Regions from separate parts of the Mus musculus genome. Here region 1 is linked to region 2. The links are chromatin contacts, called in public Hi-C maps. All regions are on one chromosome and are shown on one strand. Each heading gives the region's core, a stretch centred on a gene start, on an enhancer-like site or on the middle of the called end of the contact. The rest is flanking DNA. Distances are from core to core; before and after follow the strand shown.

Region 1 (4,047 bases), core at 180-2,679, 180 kb after region 2:
TCCTCTTTCTCCACATCCTCGCCAGCAACTGCTGTCACCTGAATTTTTGATCTTAGCCATTCTGACTGGAGTGAGGTGGAATCTCAGGGTTGTTTTGATCCCCAATGATTAAGGATGTTGAACATTTTTTCAGGTGCTTCTCAGCCATTCGGTATTCCTCAGGTGAGAATTCTTTGTTTAGCTCTGAGCCCCATTTTTAATGGGGTTATTTGATTTTCTGGAGTCCACCTTCTTGAGTTCTTTATATATATTGGATATTAGTCCCCTATCTGATTTAGGATAGGTAAAGATCCTTTCCCAATCTGTTGGTGGCCTTTTTGTCTTATTGACAGTGTCTTTTGCCTTGCAGAAGCTTTGCAATTTTATGAGGTCCCATTTGTCGATTCTCGATCTTACAGCACAAGCCATTGCTGTTCTATTCAGGAATTTTTCTCCTGTACCCATATCTTCTAGGTTTTTCCCTACTTTCTCCTCTATAAGTTTCAGTGTCTTAGTTTTATGTGGAGTTCCTTAATCCACTTAGATTTGACCTTAGTACAAGGAGATAGGAATGGATCAATTCGCATTCTTCTACATGATAACCGCCAGTTGTGCAGGAGGGACTTTTCAAGGCCCTCGGTGAACTCCTGACATCATAGGTAGCACTGAATTCTACCTAGGCTCCTCTTACATACATACCTATGATAGGGTTTAATGCGTGACTTAGATGTAGCAAGAGATTGACAGCAATAACAAATAATAAAACAGAGCCATTATAACAAGATGCTATAATAAAAGATATGTGGAGATGATCTTTTTTTTCCCTCAACTGTCTTGCTACAGTGTTCTAGTGCTTCTGGTAATGATGGGAGATAATGGACTGAGTTGATGTCCACGTGGTGACGTAGCATTAGGCTACAACTGACCCTCTGAAGACATATCAGAGGGAGGATCGTGTGCTTCATTTGGAGCAAGATTTCTTCACCATGCCACTCCTTACAGCCTACAATCTTAAACTTGCTCTTTCAGGAATTTTTCTATGTAATGTATGTGGGTCACAATTGGCTAGTCCAGATAACCAAAGTCACAGAAAAAAAAACAAAAACCGTAACACCACTTTCCCTCCAAGTTCCCATCACTGGAACATCCCAAGGACGAATAAGGAAGGGACCAAGCAGTAGTGTCTCTACACATGATGTTTAAGGCTACCCATGCAAAACAGAGTGAAGAACCAGAAATAGTGTTTGGGAAGCATAGTTGTGAGGTTTTCCTATCCATCACCTATACATGTGCTTCCCAGTTACACAACTCCCCAACCTCACTGTCCTATGGACACCAAGTAAGCCAATGCGCTACAAGTTGGGCAAGCCAATCCAGGGACCAGAGCATGTGCTAGCTGTATGACTTCAGACACGGCGGTTATACTCCTGCCAAGCCTGTTTCCTCATTTCTAATAATCTCTGCCTCCTCCCTGCCCCAGAAGGAAGCTGTGAGAATTCACTGAGTAATGTCTATCTACAAAGCACTTAGCTTGCAAGAGAAGAGTCCTACATAAGCAGAAGATGACGGTGGCTGTTGTGACAGCTGCTTGAGTCTCTTAGCCATTTCCCAGCCCTTTATTTGCTGCTGTTAGAGCTTAGCCTGCTGTGAGTCACTATGGTCCTGTTCCCAAGGTTTTGCTAAAAGAATTCCCCTTGAGCGTATATTCCTATCTGGCTACACAGCCAATTGAGGCGACATCAGAAAACAAGGCTAAGAAAATATGCTGTCACAACCTTCCCTAGCACCTGACTCCACTTTGCTTCTTATCTACTGGACTGTAATTTCATAAGGGTGGGAACATCTAGGCCACAATGTTGCTCAACTAAAGGGGGGGGCACCTTTTACCACCACTTAATTGGCAACAAATTTGTTGAATGACTTCCTGAGTGAAACACTGCCTAGCTGAGATTTAAGTAAAAACTAACATTTTTGAATTCTCACCATGTAAAAAGGGTACCACATACTCTTTATTTTATTTATTCAACTCAACAGCCCTATGAAATCAAACTCATATTGTGTGAATGAGCAAACTGAAGTTAACCCCTATAAACGATCACCAAGGCCATGGATAAGCTGGCCATCTCCTGTAGATGTCTTAGCCAAACTAACAGGAAGATAGCACCAGAAAAAAAACTTCTGGAACAATACATTAAACCAAACTCTTATGGGCTGGCTGGGGAAATAACTCACTGGGAATAACGTTCATTGTATAAACATGGGGACCTGAGTTCAGATCCCCACACTCATGTAAAAAGGAACTGTAGCACACACCCGCAGCCCCAGCACTGGGTCAGGGGAAGAGATGATCCCCAGAACTTGCTGGTGAGCCACTCTAGCTAAAACTGTTAGCTACAGTTTCGATGAGAGAGCCTGTGTCAAAAAAAAAAAAAAAAGTAAGGTGGAGAGAGACAGAAGACACCCAGTACCAATCTCTGACTTCCATGTACACAGCACTGGGACACATATCACGGGAGGGGGTGTTAAGGAGAGGAAAGGAGGAGTGGGAGAAAAAGGAAAGGAGGGGGAAAAAGGGAAAAAGAGACAGCTGGAGAGGAAGAAATGGGGTTAGGTAGTGGTAGCACACACCTCCAATCCCAGCACTTGAGAGGCAGAGACAAGCAAATCTTTTTGAGTTCAAGGTCAGCCTAGGCTATAGAGCAAGCTCCAAGACAGCCAAGACTACAGAGAAACCCTGTCTGGAAAAACAAAAAACAAAACAAACAAAAGAAGGAGGAGGAGAAGGAGGGAAAGAAAAGAAGTGGGAGGCCCTGGGTGGCAACTGCTGGATGAGAAAGAACACAGGTTGCAGTAGGTTCTTACAACTTTCCAAAGAGAGTCCTTGGAGCTGCGATGCCCCCTCCTGTACCTCCTCCAGCCCTGGCTCTTCTAGCCCACCTTTTCCTCCTCCAGCATCCACCCTGCATCACATACATACACACAAAGTCTCTGCCACAAGCTCTTCCCACAAATATACATAAACATACAGTCACACAAGGGCCATTCTTCACTAGTAAAGCTCAGATTCTTGGGCAGTGAGGAGTGCAGACAAGCAAGACCCCGGATGATGCAAATTATGCCGAGAGCATGGAGTGCTCTTTGCTTCAGCACTGCTGAAACTCAACAGTATATGAAATAGATTTTTGGATTTTGTTCTACATTCCCTATTAGGGACATTTTCCTCCTGTGAGCCTTATCGATGACATGTTCCCCCTGGTCCAAAGGATTGACCCACATTCAACCCCTGCATTCATTTTCTGAGCTCTGTTGACCTTTATTAGTCCTTTGATATAGGGACAATAATCTCTGGTCTGATATCTGAAGGAACTTGGGCTTTCAGAGACCTACAATAGGCCTTGTTTGAGTAGCAATCCTTAAGAAGGGCCCATGGGGGAAGTGCATATTGACTCAGGCCCTTGGCACAGGCAAAGGAATTTTTGACAGTTGAGAGGCACTTCCAGGTGAATGTAAACTCCAGGGTTTGGTGACTCCCTTCAACTGGGCCCTGATAACCACAGGGCAACCTGTTTGCAGGCTAACTACTCCTGGCTTCCCTACCTGACTCCTGGAGGAGAGTGGTGGGATTGAGTTTATGAGTACCATTTGTCCTTACTGTCAACCCGCCGCACAGTCCCCAGGAGATGGAGGTCTGTGGGAAAAAAATACTCACACTTCATTCACATAAGACCTACGAGGAGACTGCACTGAAGGAACCCCGGACCAAAGACTTGTTCTTACCCTTGGGAGCCTCATCACTTCTCTGCCGATACGTGCCATCTTACTTTTTAGGGCTTTGGTAACCAAGACGCAAAGACCAGGTGGCTTAAACAGCAGACTCATCTGCCTCACCGTCCTGGAGGCCCAGGAGCAAGCTATTTGCAGTGCTGGTTTGATCTGAGGACTCTTGGCTTGGCTTGTGCCCTCACCTGATCTTGACTTGATGTACATACACTAGTGTGAGAGGACACACTAGTCAGCAGGGTAAGGGGCTCATTTTTAAGTAATCAGCTCCTTAAAGGTCCTGTCTCC
Region 2 (4,216 bases), core at 1,288-3,787:
GCCTGGATACTGCCATGCTCCCACCTTGATGATAATGGACTGAACCTCTGTATCTGTAAGCCAGCCCCAATTAAATGTTGTTTTGTATAAGACTTGCCTTGGTCATGGTATTTGTTCACACCAGTAAAACCCTAACTAAGACACCCACAGTGAGACACTCTGAAACAAACTTCCCTGGTGTTTTCTCTGAAGCAGGTTCCCAATATGCCTGGCAGAGGTCACCCCTTATTTAGCCTATTCTCTACTAGACCAAGAGTACCATAAAAGGGGTGTGGTGGTTTGAATAAGCTTGGCCCATGGGAAGTAGCACTATTAGGAGGTATTGCCTTGTTGGAGGAGGTGTGGTCTTGTTGGAAGAAGTATGTCACAATGGAGGTGGGGCTGTGAGGTCTCTGGCCAGCGTGATTCAGACCTCCTTTCTTGCTGCCTTCAGATCAAGATATATAACTCTTGACTCCTCCAGCACCATGTCTGCCTGCATGATGCCATGCTTCCCACCATGATGATAATGGACTGAACCTCTGAAACTGTAAGCCAGCCCCAATTAAATGTTGTCCTTTATAAGAGTTGTCTTAGTCATACGGTCTCTTCACAGTGATGAGTCCCTAAGACAAGGGAGTCTTGGCTTTTTCACTTGAGGCCTGTGCTAGGCAGAGTAATGGTTGCCCAATGATGTCACCACCCTAATCCATATGTCATATGATGAGAAAGAATCAAGGTGGGAGACGGCATTAAGATTCAAGCTGGTTGACTTGAGAATACAAAGATGATCCAGGGTGGCATAAGTGCTTCATTAACCGCAGAAGAGAATCACACAGTATAAGAATGACTCATGAGCCGTTGCTAGCTTGAGAGCAGAAGAGCCATGAGCCATGGGCTGTGGATGACTTTCATACTCAGATCAAGGCAAGACAACGGACTTTGCTTCCTGAATCCCTAGAAAGAAGTGAGGCTCTGACAGTGGCTTTATTATAGCCCCATACCCACCTTTTGATCTCCAGAAGTATAAAATAACAAATCTGCATTGCCGTAAGGCACTGTATGGAAACTCACTAGAGCAGCAGTGGGAAACTATTTTATAATATCATAGATCTCTAGTCTAGGGCCCTGGGACAGCCTCTGGCAGGTCCCCTGACTTGGGGACTTGCAGCCATGATAATTACCACAGTGTTTTCCTGGAGGTCCTTGTGGCCTTTTTTTTTTTTTTTTTTTTTTTTTTTTTTTTTTTTTTTTTGCCTAGTCTCACCAGATTATGAGCAATCCAGCCACCCAGAGCTTCCCCACCTGGGGTCTCTTCTTGGTGAGTCATGTTCCCTGTCTGGACGGCATGTTGAGGCCTCTCTGCAGTGTAATCCCCACCCCCAATGGCATCATAACTAGCTGTTCATATTCATCCAAATACCAAACAGTGTTGGACACAGGAGCAGGGACAAATTTCTCCCCTTCCTGGAAGCCAGCCATGGTTTCTACGGAGTCAGCAAGGCTGAAGTGTGGCATGGCAGGCATTCGTCTCTAAGAGGAGCCTTCCTTGGGTCTGACAAGCCATCTGATGGAAAATACTTTGGATTTGTGATTTCTCTCAATCCCATCACTTCTGTCACTTTCAAGCTGTTAAGAAACTAGAACGTGGGGCTGGAGAGATGGCTCAGTGGATGAGAACACTTTATTGCTCTTGCAGAGGACTCCAGTTCAATTCCCAGCACCCACAGGGTGGATTACAACTATAACTCCAGGTCTAGGGGATCCAGCACCACCTTCTGACCTCCAAGGGCACCAGCCAGCACGTGGTACATATGCATAAATGCAGGCAAAACACTCATATACATAAAATAAAATATACATATACAATAAGGTACTCATATACATAAAATAAAAGAAAAAGGAAAAGAAAATAGAATTCCTGGAGCTTTGGCTCAGACTCTTACAAGCTCTGTAACATTGGGAACATCATTTAGGACTGGGGATATAGCTCAGTGCCTAGCAAGCATGAGGTCCAAGGTTCAGTTCTGAGTACTGAAAGAGAAAGAATATCATTTAACCTCAGGCCTCAGTTTTCTTACCTGTATAACGGGCAGAATATGAGGGTCATTATAGCTAGGTAGAGAGAAGGATGTACCACGTGTCTAGCACTTGATGCGTTTCCTCTTATTGCTCAAGTTCTTCATTCTTGATATTTGTCTGCTGGTTTATCAGTTTGTTTTGAGACAGGGTCCAGATATGTAGCCCTAGACTCAATGTCATGGGTCTCCCGCCTCATCCTCCGGAGTGCTGGGGACCACAAGCCTGAGTCGCTACAGCCAGCTGCCATTTGGTGCATCAGGAAAGTCATCTTCACGTTTTGCTGTGAGTCATATCACCAGCGCTGGAGAGGAAGGAAGTACTGTTCCTTACAGCATGGAAGCCTGAGTGTCTAAGTCTGCCTGGAAAACTTTTTTTTCCCACGCATGTCTTCAGGAAATAAGCCCTGCTGTGCCACCGCCAGGAGAGTGATTATCGGGAAGGCAAAGCCTGTGTTTAGAGTTATGCAATGAAGAGAGGGCATTTCGGTCGCTGACTCACCCACTGGCACACCAGCTTGACTTACCCCAACTGCGGCAGAGTGCCTGGCTCGCTCGGCAAACTTTCATCTTGGATCAATCTCTGCGGGGCCAACCAAGAGTCCGTGGCACTAAGACTATTGGACTCCTGCGGCTTAGCTCATAGGGTCCCCCAAGGGAATAAAGGACAGGGGAAAAAGACCCTCCTACTTTCATCCCAGGGTGGCCCTAACTCCTGGGTCATTTGCTGGTTTTGGACTGTTCACAAAAGGCTTGTCCGTTTAGAGGGTGGCAACCAATGTTCCCCAGCAACTTTGTGGCCTGGATCTGCCCAAGGAAGTGGCTCTTCTGAGAGCTGCTCAGGATACTCCAGTCATGACTTGTACACGAGAGATGTTTCAGTACGAATCAGAGTGCCCAGGAGAGAAGAAAGCCGTGACTGCACACAGTTCCAACTATAAACCACAGTATGAGCAACAACAACAAAATTTGACACCCTCTCTGGCACTGTCGGGACTGAGAACAACAGAACCGGGTTTTGTGACCTTCTCGTAATTTGATCCCCATGGAAAAGGAAGGTTTGGATTAAATTATTTCATCAACTCAAAAAACCCACTGGTATCTACAAGCTAACCTGCAGTCTAGGCAGTTTAGTTTCTTGGCCTCTTGCATGTGGAGAAGGGCGGAAGGAGAGAAGAGCCGGGGCATAGTGAGCTCCTTCCTTCTCTGTACTGGTTGGCTGGGGCCCGTGGCCAGGCTCAGCCACCATCGGACACTCCTGTTCCCAGGGGTCACAGGCGGCAGGAGGGAGCTGTCTGTGTCTCTGAGCAACTGAACATCTGCTGAAGTGAATGTGCTCCACAGACACACCCAAATTTGTGGGTTTGCTCTTCCTTTAGTGCTGTGTGATTTAGACAAATTACATAACTCTGCACCCAGGGAAGGCCTCCTTTCGCCTGTTGGAAAAGACACAGACTTTTTATGAAGCTAGGCAGTTACCTCACGGAGCCATCTATGGGCAGTGGCTGGCTGGTTTTACCGTAAAAACGACTCGAGTCAAAGAGCACAAGCTTATAGAATCATCTAGATAGAGAGAAAATAGCAAGAAACGAGCCAATATAAGTTTACGTTAAAAACGGAAGTTAACTTATTAATAATTCATCACAATTGTTTTCAAATGGGATTGTCAGATAACTTATCTTTTCTCCTTTATACTTTTCTATATTTTCCAAATCCTCAATAAGGAGGTGTTTCAAATGTACTAGTCTGTGTTTATGTGTGGTCATGTACATGTGTGTGTGCATGTAGGGATGAGTATGGATTTACATGCATGGAGGCAGAGGATGATGTCTTCCTCTCTTGATATCTTACTTTTTGAGACAGTTTCTTACTGAACCCAGCTTTCTATTTGGCTGGACTAGGTGGCCGAACAGCTCCAGGATCTGCCTGGCTCTGTTCCATCCATGCTGAGGTTACAGGTAGATACTACCACACCTGGCAGTTAAATGGGCCCTGGGGATATGAACTCAGGTTCTCATGCTAGCACAGTAAGCATTCATTTTACAGACTGAGACATTGCCCCAGCCCCAAATACATGTTGTTATACATGAACATTTCAAAAACATTTTCTTCAGATTTTATTTGATTTTCAACTATGTGTGGCCGTGTGGGACTGTGTG

What was found. A called contact is a pair of places that touch in the nucleus more often than the background predicts.
Region 1: a Hi-C map of muscle stem cells shows a contact between it and region 2, with 2.6 times the contacts expected there. The contact joins two enhancer-like sites. A contact is called at or near these places in 3 of 484 Hi-C or Micro-C datasets (bone marrow-derived macrophages, muscle stem cells and nephron progenitors), 2 of 115 datasets of contacts at active chromatin or transcription factors (both in embryonic stem cells) and 1 of 9 other capture datasets (embryonic stem cells).

The regions. Positions count from the first base shown.
Region 1 is chr12:80,045,337-80,049,383 of GRCm38.p6, forward strand. All of the region lies in intron 3 of Gm36660 (a long non-coding RNA gene), which reads right to left. Among named protein-coding and RNA genes, the nearest start is that of Gm36834, 28 kb to the left of the region's middle. Within about 2 kb of position 1,430, at least 54 of the 459 cell types and tissues checked have an H3K27ac peak or open chromatin away from gene starts, as enhancers often do. A contact at or near this core is called in bone marrow-derived macrophages and muscle stem cells, where this site is marked.
Region 2 is chr12:79,862,019-79,866,234 of GRCm38.p6, forward strand. It overlaps Gm36132 (a long non-coding RNA gene), which reads right to left. Exons shown (of 4, transcript XR_381728.4): 3 at 3,537-3,620. Among named protein-coding and RNA genes, the nearest start is that of Gm36132, 3.4 kb to the right of the region's middle. Within about 2 kb of position 2,538, at least 94 of the 459 cell types and tissues checked have an H3K27ac peak or open chromatin away from gene starts, as enhancers often do. A contact at or near this core is called in bone marrow-derived macrophages and muscle stem cells, where this site is marked.